Regions from separate parts of the Xenopus laevis genome. Here region 2 is linked to region 1. A link is a contact called in public Hi-C data. All regions are on one chromosome and are shown on one strand. The core of a region is the stretch at or near the end of the contact, and the rest is flanking DNA. Distances in the headings are between cores, read along the strand shown. Region 1 holds the start of zfyve1l.L (zinc finger FYVE domain-containing protein 1). Region 2 overlaps sipa1l3.L (signal-induced proliferation-associated 1-like protein 3).

Region 1 (7,195 bases), core at 2,351-4,850:
AATGTTTCATGTTATTTACTTCTATTTTGGAATCAGTCAGTTATTTGGTTTTATTCGCATTTTAGAGCAGTGATCCCCAACCAGTAGCTCATGAGCAACCAACCCCTTGGATGTTGCTCCCAGTGGCCTCAAAAAAGGTGCTTATTTTTGAATTCCAGACTTGGAGGCAAGTTTTGGTTGCATAAAAACCAGGTATACTGCCAAACAGAACCTCAATGTAGGTTGACAATCCACATAGGGGCTACCAAATGCCAAATCACAGCACTTATTTGGCACCCCAATAATATTTTTCATGGTAGTGTTGCTCCCCAACTACAAAGAAGGTGCCATAGTTAGGCATCATTTCACGAACTGAGCAGGAAATAATTCTGCTCTAACTGTAACAGTAGGTTGTGTGGAAATAAAAGACTGAATAAAAGTTCTGTCCATTCACTGGTTGATAAAACCTAATATGTGTGCATGTCCTTGGTTTGTGTGTGAGCACAGTGCCTAATATTATCCAAAGTGATGAATTTAGCAAATGGCATTGTTTCAATATGGTATAATCCTGTGACATAAACTATATATTTTCTTATATTTTTTAATGATAAGGCTTTAATTATATGACAAAACAGTGTTTTACATGTAAGCTGTTTAGGTGATTTATTCAAACTTAACTAAAATGTTGGCTATTTAGTTCAACTGCACATGCGTTTGCCCCAAGAAATTGGGGCTCACTGGTATAACCCCGGGTCGGTGCAGTTTTCTACTGATAGGAGCACCGGCCCTGGGTTTCAGGTAAGCCAATGGAGAGCTGTTGAATAAAAAGCTATATAAATAAAAATTGCAATTGCAAATGCTCTGCAAATATTTTCTACATCATACTAAGAGTTAACAACCCCTTTAAAAGGGAGAAAGGCATATGTTCATTTCCAGTGGCCTAACTATAGAGGAAGCAGACTCTGCGGCTGCAGGGGGGCCAGGAAGTATAGGGGCCCCATGAGGCCCTAATTCATATACAATTTTGATAAACTCAGGTAAAACAGGACAGCCTCTAGACATTTTGGGGACCTTAAGAATAATTTGCTGTGGTGCCCAGTAATATCTAGTTATGCCACTGTTCATTTAATATAACATTGGCAAAAAGCCATTTTTTAAATAATTAGAATATTACATCTCAGTATGTTCTCTAAACAATTTTGGACAATACAAAACTACAAATCATTTTCAGTAAAAGAAAGATTCAAAAGTTTTTATATTAAAGTCTCTATAGGCCAAATTAATTATTTTATATCTTACATGTTTCAGAGTGAAAAAGCTTGTTATAGTTATTTATGAATTGAATGTTTTTTCAAACATATGCTAATGCTTCTCTTTTTGAAGTTAGACCATTTCTGTACTCTTTTCTCCCAAAGATTCAGTTTAATAGCGTTTTAATTTTGACTCATTGAGGATTAGACAATCTATTGGCAATAAAAGAAGGCAGATCAGGAGAAGTTAATGGCTTCAATTTATTCTTTGTAAGATCTCTATGGTAAGATTCCCTTCTATTAAAAATGAATTTATTATCATCATTCAGATGATAATTATTTCTAATTGTATCCCAGACAAGGATATCACCAGTTTCATGATTGATAGCATCCCTTAAAGACCTTATGCCTTCCTTCTTCCAGACAGGAATAAAGGCAGGAATATTTGAATTGTATATTTTACTTTTACCCTATAAAGGGATAAACGGTGGGATTTAATCATAGTGTTTACGATTTTTTAACTGGAAACATTTCCCATAAAGTACCATAAAGATTAATAAAAATGTTCAGGCTTTTTGACAACTAGAAGAATGTCATCTGCAAATGCAAGTGAGCTTTATCTCAGAGCAGTTTTGAGGTTTCTGTTACTTTTAGCAGTGTAAAAGAAAAGTCAAAGGTAAATATGCTCAGAAGAGCATGCTGAGCACTTTTACACTCATTTGCTTGGATGTGTGTATAGTTCCCCTTTAACAATCTACTATATGCTATACTCAGATATGTTATTTCAAGGACAATTTAAAGCCAAGTTGTTATCATCTGCTTCCTCATATGGAATATGGCAGTTTTCCATTCGTCACGACTGCAGCCCTATGTCACTAATATTAAACAGTGAATACTATTCATTTGTTTTTACTCATTTATACCCCGGTGTATGTAAAGAAATATTTTATTTTAAGCAACAGTACTGTTTTATTGCAGTTTTGCTAATAGCTACAAGGGGGTTGACATGCACTCAAAAGCCAAGAAAAATGAATAGTCTATCACAGATATATCAGGTCAGGAGATACTGGTTTTGAGGATAGATTCCCCCTCCCATACAACTGCAAAGCAGTAAGCTCCACTCTGAGGCAGTGTCTTGTGGTTCTTTCCAAAACTCAATCTGTTCTCATGGTTCCAGTGTTTCCATTTGATTTATACACAGCTTCACGGCACCCCCTATGGTATTAGAGTCTGGGGCAAAGTCACTAAAGCACGAAGCGGCTAACGCTAGCGCAAAATCGCCATTGTGATGTAATTTCGTTACTTCACTGATTTACTAACGGGCGCTGGCGTAAATTCGCTAGGGAAGTGGACCTACTCTAGCGCTACTTTGCACCCTTTCCCCAGGTGAAGTTGCGCTATGGCGAAGGGACGTAACTACACTAATTCACTAACTTGCGCATTTTACTGAACTTTACGCTCTTGTGCCAGACTTGCCTTCGCCACCTCAGACGAGGTGAAGTGCAATAGAGTAGATAGGGATTGCTGGCGTCTTTTCCTTTTTTAAGGGTGATAAGCTGAAAAAGATTGTAAATTATTTTTGGGGGCACCCTCCTTCCCCCCTACATATCCTAACATATGGCACCTAAGCTATACAGTGGGCACATGTATAGGGCAAAATAACAACTCTATTTTATGAAGCTTTCCCAGGCTTGTGTGGTGTAATGTATTTGCTGCTACATATACGTCCATTGTACTTTAACTTGGCGCCGTATGCAAATTTGGCATTGCTATCGTAACTTTACTTTGCTTGACAAATTAACGCTAGTGCAACTTCGCTACCTTACGCCTCCTTGAGCGCAACTTCGGATTTTAATGAATTAGCGGCGCCCTGGAGAAACTTCGCCTGGCGAAGTGCGGCGAAGGCTGCGCTAGCGCAACTCCGCAGGCTAGTGAATTTGCCTCTAAGAAATAGCCAGGACTGCTTTAAGGGTCCTGGTTAATACTGTCTACATTACCCAATAGCCCCAGTATAAAAACAGTATCTGACACTCTTTTGCCATTCCTGACACTGTAGGTCCATACTAAATGTGAAGTGTTGAAAAGTATCAGAAGAATTGGAGTCTTGAATGGAAGATAGCTGACTGCTTCTACAACACTTCAATTGTATATGTAGTAACCAGCAGTAAAGGGAATTCAATTGCAATGGAATTTACAAATTATTTTAAAATCAATAAAAATTCAAATCCATGTTTATTGCAAAGGGAAAGCTGCTTTACAAAAATGTTGTATTTTAGTTTACTACCCCTCTAAGGGGGTGAGTTTGCTGGAGTTACACAGAAAGGGCACTAGATGTCACTAGTTAGTTTTTCTTTTCATAAACAGCGAAACTGAAAGTACTGAGTATATTTGTTGTGTGGCGGTGGTGGTGTGAGTGTACCCTTGCCATTAGGAGCTGCCTCAAACAATGTCTGCACAACTGCACAGTGACCCCCTTACCTTGGGGAGTCTGCAGAATGGGGAAGAGGAGGGCAGCTTCCTGTTACTGGATGAAGATGAAAATCTTAAGGTAATGGAAGTGGGAGGGAGAAATGGCAACCAGGAAGTGATCTTGGGCAAATACAGAGCTTCAGTTTCCAGTGTGTTTATATGCACCAGTCACACCATATCATCTGTATTTAAATGAGTATGCAATATTTATGTGTAAGCTTCTTTTTAGACTATTAAAATTCACCGTTTTTAGCCTTTCAATGCTCTGTAACTAGTATATGGTTGTACTGACAATAAAAGCTCTCTCTCATTCTCATACAGTGTAAAACGAATAGCCACGTGTTCTCATGAATATGCGGGTTATTGTTTGTGTACATTTTGTGCAGCCTGCAATGGATCATTGCCTCTTAAAGTCACTTTCATATTTTACTATATTTACTTGTCAATCTCTAATGTGGTATCCCTGTGTGTTTTTTATTTTGTTTTGCTCCCTGCTTTCTGTCCCATTTGGGTGTATACTTTATATTCGCTCACAATGCATCTACAGACATGTGAATGCTTTATTTGTATATACACTATAGGGGCAGGCTTATCAAAAATCGAGCTTTAGTTCTTGTTCACGATTCAAGAAAAACGCAGTAAAAAAACACGAGTACGAATATACTCGAGAATATTTTTTGTAACCTCGAATAATTGCCATTTATTAAAGAATAAAACCATCAAAAGTTGCCAGAAAAAACTATTTCTTTATTTTCCCAGTTTATTAAAACATTCCAGATTTTCAGCCATATTGAAAATTAATAAGACAATGAGATTCTCACTGGCAGGCGACTTTTTTTCACGAAAATACAAATATTTAGTTGAGGTTTTTCTTAAATGAGCTGGCATTCAATATAAAAAGTTGCACAAGTTTTGTCTGCGTTTTTTTTCCCTTTTCCTCATTTTTTTTTTCACAAACTCCGCTTTTAATAAATCTGCCCCTACAAAAGTATTATTGTGCACATTAGTATGCTATTACATAAATGAGGAGTGCCAATAGAAGAAATTACTCTTGTTACAGGTATTATCCCCAACGATAACCATGCTATTACAATGGCGAACAGAAGCCAAAGAGCTCCCTTTTTGGCCTGCTTACCTCAGCATGCTTTTCAATACACATCTCTCAGAATCTACTTGCAGCCAATAACTGCTCTGTAAATTGGGCACTACACATAACCATTGTGGAGAGAATTCAAATAAATAAAGTATATGTTGATAAATTAACATGAGAATGCAGAGCTCCCTCATTTATTTGTACCTGTTTATATCTGTTTGATGGTATTTACAATTTTTCACTTAGTGCAGTGTGAAAGTTATCCATTGTGGGTTCAAGTTCTGTAAGCCAAGTGATGGATGGGTTATTACTGCATGTGATTAATAAACAAATTAACAACACATGCAGTAGTGACCTTTAGTTACAGATCTGGTCAAGGCAGTAGGCCTGCCTTGCTGTTGTGCCTTGCATCTTATGCACAAAAGTAGGCTCAACTGGTAAATTGTTGCACTGTACTGTAGATGAGTGCAAGAAGTAACAAAACACACTTTGTATTGCATTCTAATGGGTGGAAAAAAATAGTAAATGAGCACTATGCTGCCTTTTTAAATTGGTATGAGATTCATTATCCGGAAACCCGTTATCCAGAATACTCTGAATTAACGGATTGCTGTCTCCCATAGATTCCATTATAACAAAATAATCCAAATTTTTGAAAATTATTTTCTTTTTCTCTGTAATAATAAAACAGTACCTTGTACTTGATCCCAACTAAGATATAAATAATCCTTATTGGAGTCAAAACCTGCCTATTGGGTTTATTAATGTTTGCATGATTTTCTAGTAGAGTTAAGGTATGAAGATCCAAATTACAGAAAGATCCATTATCCGGAAAACCCCATGACCCGAGCATTCTGGATAACAGGTCCCATACCTGTATACAGTAGTTAGCCATTTAGGTTACTTATTCCTTACAGTATTTCACAACTTCAGTCTCCTCAAAATGTATGTATCTCACCATTCTATCAGGTGCTTCCCCTACTAAATCCCTTTGTTGGCTCAAAATTGCTACTCAATTTAATTTAAAGGACAAGGAGAGGTACCTTCCTTAGGCTAGTGCTATTTTAGGAAAGAATTGTACCACTGTCTTAAATTATTCACAGTTGTCCACTGCTTGGGATTGCACATGCACAGTGGAGTCAATTTTTCCAATATCACACTACTGCGCTATAGACATCCCAGTAAGTAAAATTGTGCTAGACCAAGTAAAACTGCAAAAAGATATGTGAAGACATCCTTAGCAAACTAATGTGTTTACCTTTTTCTTTGTATGTTGTTATATTATACAATGTGCTGCCATTTTGAAACAGTACCACAAAAAATGACCCCGTTAACGTGACATTCCAGCTATTTCTATCTGGTATTTGCACAAATGTGTTCTCTGTTCCCGGTTTTATTGCATTGTGTTTTCTGTTAGTTCTGGTGTGTTCAGCCAAAATGTATTTATTGTTAAAATAAAGCCTCCGCTGTTCTCTGAAGTTCAATGGGGTCTTAGGGCAGTGGCAATATAAATAGAATTGCTATTGAAAGCTGTATTTGCCTTTCCTTTGTTATTCTCTGCGCTGTAGGTTCTTATTACATATTGAAACCATGTTGAATACGTCAGCTCTTCTCTACCCAAGACTCTTTTTACCACAATGACTTGCAAGCTCTTTGATTAACAGACGTGTAAAGAAGTTGCTTTAACGTAGCAATTTAAATAAGCCTAATACTGTGCATGAATTATTTGTTGGCTTGTAGCTCATGAAAAGATAATGGTTATTTTGATGTAATTTCAACCATATACATATATAATGTAACCCTGTTCCTTTTTCTGGTTGAAAAAATGGTTATACTACAATATGAGTAAAGAAAAGGTGTTTAAAACTACTTCAGTAAACATAAAGAATATATGGGATTTTTATTTCAGGTGTTACTGGCTCTATAACATTGTGTTCTTATTTTGATTTCTTGTAAACAATATATATTTACTTTTTAGGTACAAAGTTTGTCTGACTTCCTCAAGAAACTGGGATGTAGCCAACAGAACTCAGTCAAAGTTCTCTGCATTTTTGGCAACACTGGTGAAGGCAAGTCTCATACCCTTAATGAGACATTTTTTGAAGGTCAGCAGGTGTTTAGAACCTCACCATCTCAGTTCTCCTGTACAGTGGGAGTTTGGGTAGCTTATGATCCAAAGCTGTCCCTTGTTATTTTGGATACAGAAGGTCTTTTAGGAACTACAAACAAACAGAACCAGAGAATGAGACTTCTCATTAAAGTCCTAGCTGTATCGGATGTGGTGGTCTACAGGACACGAGCAGAAAGGCTACATAATGATATGTTCCAGTTCCTTGGAGATGGTTCAAAAGCTTACTTGAAGTATTTTACTCCAGAATTCAGGTCGTTGTCTAGTCGATATGGA
Region 2 (7,195 bases), core at 2,866-5,365, 94 kb before region 1:
GCGACTTCAACAAGAGTCCAGCAATGCCAGTGAGCAACTGAGAAAGTTTGCAGAGATAATCTCCGGGAATGTGGAGAAAACCGACTAGGACTCCATTCTGTTTATTAGCGATCATCTTCCACTTCCTTTGTAAAGACTACTGCTGAATTCCACGGCCATTTTTGTACTTGTATGGACAGACAGAACAGTGGTACCTTACTCTTAACTGGAGGCTCCTTAACCCCCATACAGTTGTCACTTTTGTAATGTTCATATGCTTCAAAACAAAGCATTTTTTTATTTATCATGGAACCAATATTTTGAGAATTTTTCCTCCGCATAATCGTTGTGTTTCTACATGTACAGAACCTGTCTGCCATTTGTAGTTTTTTATCAAAATCCCCGAACCTTTATTATCTTTTTTTCCCCCCACTCTACCAAGATTTATGCAAGAAAGGACAACTCCCAGCAGAAAGGGACACGAAGTTCATATGGTGCAGAAAACTATCTAAGCTGGAAAATAATGTTCTATATCTAAATATATATGTATATTTAATTTGTACAGGAAAAATTATATTTAGGGATTTGGGGCTTGAAATTACTCATTTGAAATTGTTGAAACGCTTTCATACAAATTTATTTTATTACAACACTACTGGACAATGGGAATGGCAAGGTTTCTGCAGTGATCCTGATGTATATTTTGTTAATATAACGTATTAATAGGGATGCGCTTTGTTAGTGAAAATCAGATTTTGAGAGTTGTCTGAAGCAAACGTGAAGTTGTTAATATTACAGAACTATGAAACCATTTGCAAAAAATGCTGTTTACACCATACATGTGTTACACGGGAGGAACATACTATAATTCTACACTAAACTGATAGCATTTCAAAGAATCTCTCCATCAGGGGCAGTATATCAAGTTTCATCACATCTACTGTATAAAATGCACTTTCCTTCCATTCCAAATTGTAGGAGAATGTGCCTAAAAGCAAATTGGGCTTAATAAACAATTTTAAAAAATGCCTAATTTCCAACACTGTTTTTGTTTTCCGTAAAAGTAGCCTTCTGGTTTTTTTTTTTTTACAGACCATCTATTTGAACCAGCAATAAATGCATTGAAAAATACATTTTCCAAATTAATTCCATTAAGGGTAAAGTCAGACAGGACCACTTTGCAGCTCTTTGTGATTGTCATTCAAGTAAAAGGAGAGACGATTCGGTCATATAGGCCAGCTATTACATGCTCTACATGGCCCTGTCTGCCATTGCCCTAAATGTAAGGCCAAGACATTGTTTATTCAATGCATTTTCTTAAAGTTCTTTTTGCATCATTTAGAGTAACTGCCTTGTTTTTGCTTTAAACCCCAGAAGCATGCTCCAGTCTGTAGGGTATGCCATTAAAATGGAAATTTCAGAAGAAAACTGTGATTTGCTTCCCAGGATCCCATCTGTTTTGCATATGAACCAGGAGAAATCTTTATTCTCAGTATGTTTGTGTGGATCCACTTCCCTGGCTCTGCTTATTCTGATCTGAAAACATTCACAATCCCCAATAAGGACGAGATCTCATCAACAACTGCCCAGGCTGTTCTTTAAAGGAGAAGGAAAGAGCAAGCACCATGGAGCAATCTTCTTCTGTGGTAGAGTGAAATAGCCATGGGAAAGGTAGGTCGTATTCACAGATACAAAATTCATAACCCAAAATAACTATAAACACACACAGGTTGAATGGTGGTGCAAGGCCGCAACTTGTTTATTAGTCATTTAACCATTTACATGAATTCAAAAACAAAGATAATTTTCTTTCCAATACAAAGCCAGCCTCTGATTAACTTTCCCCAGCAGGCAGCCATGAAATTAATCTTGCTTAAAGGAAAACCCCAAAATGAATATTTAAGCAACAGATTATATCAAATTAAGTGGCATATTAAAGAATCTTATTAAACTGGAATATATATATTTAAGTAAATATTATCCTTTTTACATCTTTTGCCTTAAACCACCATTTTGTGATGTCTCAGAGATCACCTGACCAGAAATACTCGAGCTCTAACTGTAACAGGAAGAAGTGTTGAAGCAAAAGACAGAACTCTGTCTATTAATTGGTTCATGTGACCTAACGTGTATAGTTTGTTTGTGTGCACAGTGAATCCTAAGATCCCAGGGGGCCTTATTTTTTAAAATGGCAATTTTCTATTTATGATGGCTCAGACTACTAAAAAAGTATATTATTATTAGACCTACATTGTTCGGGGGGTATAGTTTTCCTTTAATCCCTGCCTTACAACAGCCAGGGTCTTTATACAAAACCATTCATTTACCATTCCTCCAGCACTCTACAAGTTGCAACATTTTTTATATTATATCATATTTTTTATATTATATCATAATATAAATTATTATAAGAGGGAGGGTGGGGATCCTATGCAGGGGCAAAGAGGCAGGCGACTACACATCTGTGCTGATATTTTGCATCTTATAACCAGGTCTCCTTTAGCATTGTGATGTAAAGTGGTTTGTACTTCATTTAAACCATATATTTGGATATTTATATAAAAAAAATTATATATATATATATATATATATATATATATATATATATATATATATATAATTTTTTTTCTTTTAAACTTTAGGTATGAACAGCTTTAGTTTGTCCAATAATTATTTCTTGTTACAACTGGTGAACCCCAAATAAGGGTTAATGTGTTCCCTGGTGTAGAACATCTCATCTGAGAGATCAGTAGCTCAGAGTTCCCGAGGGAACAGTCTAATTCTTGTCTTTGTATTTGAAAATATCGTTATATTTGAAATTGCAATAGGTTTAGGTCACTGCACAGGGCATAAAGGAAATGACAGTTTCTGCAGTAATCCTAATATAAAATATATTAAAAGGGAGTCTGAAAATCAGATTTTAAGCGTTGTCGGAAGTAACTTTGACACGTCCCTTCTGTGCTTAAGGCAACACAGAGATGCAGTACAGGGTGGAGCATGTGCCCTGTATTAAGTGATTAGCAGGTAAGTGGCATCACCTAACATGATGGGTTCAACTTCAGCCCTAATATTAAAATACAACATGTTGTAGTTCAGGCAGAAAACCATATATGTGCAGACCGTTCCCATTTGAGAATCTACAACCATTCCAGCTTATTCTCCAAAAATAAATTCAAAGTTACCCTGGACCACTGACATTTCTCTACCTTCCTTTTTAATGGAGAAGGAAAGACTAAAACTAAGTAAGCTTTATTACAAAGGTCTATATAAATATACCAGTAAACCCTCAAAGCAATGCTGCTCTGAGTCCTCTGTCAAAAGAAACACAGCATTTCTTTTCTTCTATTGTGTATACATGGGCTTCTGTATCAGACTCTCTTCGTTCATCTTAAACCTCCAGGGCTAGGGCTTGAGCATGCTCAGTTTGCTCCCCCTCTCCTCCCTGCTGCAATTGGAGCCCAGAGCTATGAGTGAGCAGCTAGAGACTCGGGAAGGAAGTGATGTTACACCAAGCTAATATGGCAGCTGCTATCCTAAACAGAGAGAGCTTCAAGAGCTGTTTACTCGGGTATGGTAAAACATTCTGCAGAATAAATATAGTGTTATAGCTTGCACTATTGTGGCTAATCTATTGGCAATAAACTGCTTCTGTAGCTTTCCTTTAAAGGGAGAAAGAGAATGGCATCTGTTTGCTTGAGGTCAAAGATGTATTTTAACTGGACAGAATCCCAGATACATTATTCATCACACAGTGGGGATGCTGTAACTATGGAGTACAGTGCTAGGGTTAAGCTGTCTCCCAGTGAAAGCCTCTTCTACTCATTGTGAAACATTACTGGGTCTGGAGGAACTTAAGGAATTATGTTACTTAGTGATTTTGATCACTGTTAATGTTAGCTTTGTGATCTTCCCAAAAGTCCTTTCACTACCCCTTAACTCTAAATAATTAGCACTGCATGAGAGACATTATAGAGATGTACGTTATTTCCCTTTGTGCAGCATGATAGTTTCCTCCCTTAGGTCATGTTGATGATGGTTCACGTTATGATTGCTAATTAGTTTCCTGCCTACAGAGGAGATCTCATTAGGTAATTCTCCCTATGGGACTAAGGGAAAGGGTTTTCTGGTATGACTTCTCTGAGCCAAGTTGGAAGAAATAAATACATTTACCTACACTCCTTGATAAATTAGCCCCTTATAGTGTGTGGAATTACAAGCTATTGGAGTCTGTAAGTAACAGATGGCCATGGGTATTGATACAGGCTGCTGCTGTAAAAGCTCACAGAGAACTCATGACGTTAAAACACTGTTAATAGCCTGTCAACGCTTTCAATAGAAAAGTATGAGACAGCTGTAAAATCTAACGGAGACAGGAAGAGAAATGTGCAGGGTGGCATCTGTTTGGACATGGCACCTGCAGAATCATTTAACCAGATTTAACCATAAAGGTGCTGAGCCAAAAGCATTATATTAACAACCATACATTTCTAATATCACACAGAGGGAAAAAAATAACTGAAAATTGCAAAAGTGCTCACATATACTGGGATCTGCTTGAAGATGGCTCCTTGAGAGTATTATGAGAGTCAGAATGCCACGTGGCCTTAAAGGGATCCTGTCATCGGAAAACATGTTTTTTTTTTTAAAAACGCATCAGTTAATAGTGCTACTCCAGCAGAATTCTGCACTGAAATCCGTTTCTCAAAAGACTAAACAGATTTTTTTATATTCAATTTTGAAATCTGACATGGGGTTAGACATTTTGTCAATTTCCCAGCTGCCCCCAGTCATGTGACTTGTGCCTGCACTTTAGGAGAGAAATGCTTTCTGGCAGGCTGCTGTTTTTCCTTCTCAATGTAACTGAATGTGTCTCAGTGGGACATGGGTTTTTACTATTAAGGGCTAGTCCACACGGGGAGATAGCGACGCGTTTGCGGTCGCGGCGACAAAGCGCCGCGACCGGCGCAGGCGACAGTTTTGTATGGGCGCCTATGTAAAAACGCCTGTGCTAACCACACGAGGCGATGCGCTTTTCAACAGTCGCCTGAAAAAGCCTGGCGAGGCATTTTCAGGCGACTGTTGAAAAGCGCATCGCCTCGTGTGGTTAGCACAGGCGTTTTTACATAGGCGCCCATACAAAACTGTCGCCTGCGCCGGTCGCGGCGACTGTCGCGGCGCTTTGTCGCCGCGACCGCAAACGCGTCGCTATCTCCCCGTGTGGAATAGCCCTAAGTGCTGTTCTTAGATCTACCAGGCAGCTGTTATCTTGTGTTATGGAGCTGCTATCTGGTTACCTTCCCATTGTTCTTTTGTTTGGCTGCTGGGGGGAAAAGGGAGGGGGGTGATATCACTCCAACTTGCAGTAAAGAGTGATTGAAGTTTATCAGAGCACCAGTCACATGACTTGGGGCAGCTGGGAAATTGACACAATGTCTAGCCCCATGTCAGATTTCAAAATTGAATATAAAAAAATCTGTTTGCTCTTTTGAGAAATGGATTTCAGTGCAGAATTCTGCTGGAGCAGCACTATTAACTGATTCATTTTGAGAAAATTTTTTTTTCCCCATGACAGTATCCCTTTAAAGAGATACTGACACCAGAAATTAAACTCTTTTTTACATCTATCATAATATTGCCTTTGAAATATAACTTTGCTATAAAGTATTTGCACAATGCTTTTACATCACGTGTCTGATGCCCCATGTTCCTGTATGAGGGGGCTGCCATATTTGTACAGCTGGAGTCCATTAGCATTAGAAATTTATATATATATATATGTGTGTGTGTCAGAGAAGTGACAAAAGTATCATTGCATCAGTCTTAATATTTAAGATCTCTGGTCCTGGATCAGTTTGGATGACTGCCAGTCTGTGTCAGCTTCACTCTGAGGTTTATGTGTGCAGCACTGGTTGCATGACAAGGTTTGTGGCAGTTCCAAGGTTCATGACTGTTTGTTCCTGTTAGCCTTGAAATGCACAGCCATTCACTAATACAGGGTTTTTATGCATGGCTGTTGATCTAGGACCAATACAGTCATGATTACTGTTTATACCAGTTTCAGTATGTGCATCTTTCAACTGTGCTAGCTTCAGTATGCTGTATAGTACAAACATGCATGTGTCAAGCCCATTCTGAAAAAGGCTTCACTGGACCCATCCTGTTGTCTAACTACTGCCCTGTCTCTCTCTTACCGCTAGCCTCTAAACATCTAGAACGTCTTCTTCCATATTACTAACTTTCTCTGCACCAATAATCTGCTCGACCCTATGCAGTCTGGCTTTCAACCTGCACACTCCACTGAGACCGCCTTATGTAGAGTTGCAAATGATCTCCAGACTGCTAAGGCCAAAGGGCATTACTCAATTCTCATTCTCCTGGATTTATCTTCTGCTTTTCATACTGTTAACCATTCTGTTCTAATGCAAGTTCTCCATTCAATTGGTATCTGTGATCAAGCTGCAGCCTGGTTCTATTCCTACCTTTCTGACTGCTCCTTCTCTGTACCTTTTGCAAATAAATCCTCTCCCCTGTCCATCTTAATGTGGGGGTGCCTCAGGGTTCTGTGCTTGGTCCTCTGTTGTTCTCCTTGTACACTCTCTCCCTTTAGGAGACCTTATATGTTCATTTGGCCTTAAATATCAGCTGTATGCCGATGACATTCAGATATACTTAGACACTCCCTCACTAACCTCTGACGTTCAAACAAAGATAGCAGACTGCCTAGTAGCTATCTCTAACTGGATGAACCAACGCCACCTCAAGCTCCACTTGACCAAGACTGAGCTCATGGTCTTTCCACCCAAACCGAGCTCTTCTCTTCCTTTCACCATTAATATTGATGGCATGACTATTAACCCAGTTAACTCAGCACGCTGCTTGGGGTCATCTTTGACTAGTCCCTCTCCTTCTCTAATCATATTAATAATACTGCCAAAACCTGTTGTTTCTTCCTCCACAATATAGCCAAGATACGCCTGTTTCTTTCACAAACAACAGCTAATCCATGCCCTTATATTATCCCATTTAGACTATTGCAATCTCCTCCTCACTGGTCTTCCTGACTCCCATCTCTCTTCCCTCCAATCTTAAACTCTGCTACCAGGATCCTTATGCTCTCTCCTAAAAGGGAACCTGCTCAACCCATACTAAATCCCTAGCATGGCTGCCTGTTAAGCAAAGGATAGTGTATAAAAACCCTTCTACTAACGTTCAAAGC

What was found. Hi-C and Micro-C count contacts between places; a contact is called where the count stands out from the background.
Region 2: a contact with region 1 is called in a Hi-C map of the XL177 cell line, with 5 times the contacts expected there. The contact joins the enhancer-like site here to the promoter of zfyve1l.L in region 1. A contact is called at or near these places in 3 of 4 Hi-C or Micro-C datasets (the XL177 cell line, the XTC cell line and animal cap).

Annotation. Positions count from the first base shown.
Region 1 is chr8L:69,041,400-69,048,594 of Xenopus_laevis_v10.1, reverse strand. It overlaps zfyve1l.L (zinc finger FYVE domain-containing protein 1), which reads left to right and starts at 3,600. Exons shown (of 11, transcript XM_018230213.2): 1 at 3,600-3,777; 2 at 6,770-7,195. The coding sequence starts at 3,676.
Region 2 is chr8L:69,136,366-69,143,560 of Xenopus_laevis_v10.1, reverse strand. sipa1l3.L (signal-induced proliferation-associated 1-like protein 3) reads left to right here. Exons shown (of 25, transcript XM_041572928.1): 25 at 1-1,007. The coding sequence ends at 88. Among protein-coding and RNA genes, the nearest start is that of dpf1.L, 83 kb to the right of the region's middle. Within about 2 kb of position 4,115, at least 1 of the 7 cell types and tissues checked has an H3K27ac peak or open chromatin away from gene starts, as enhancers often do.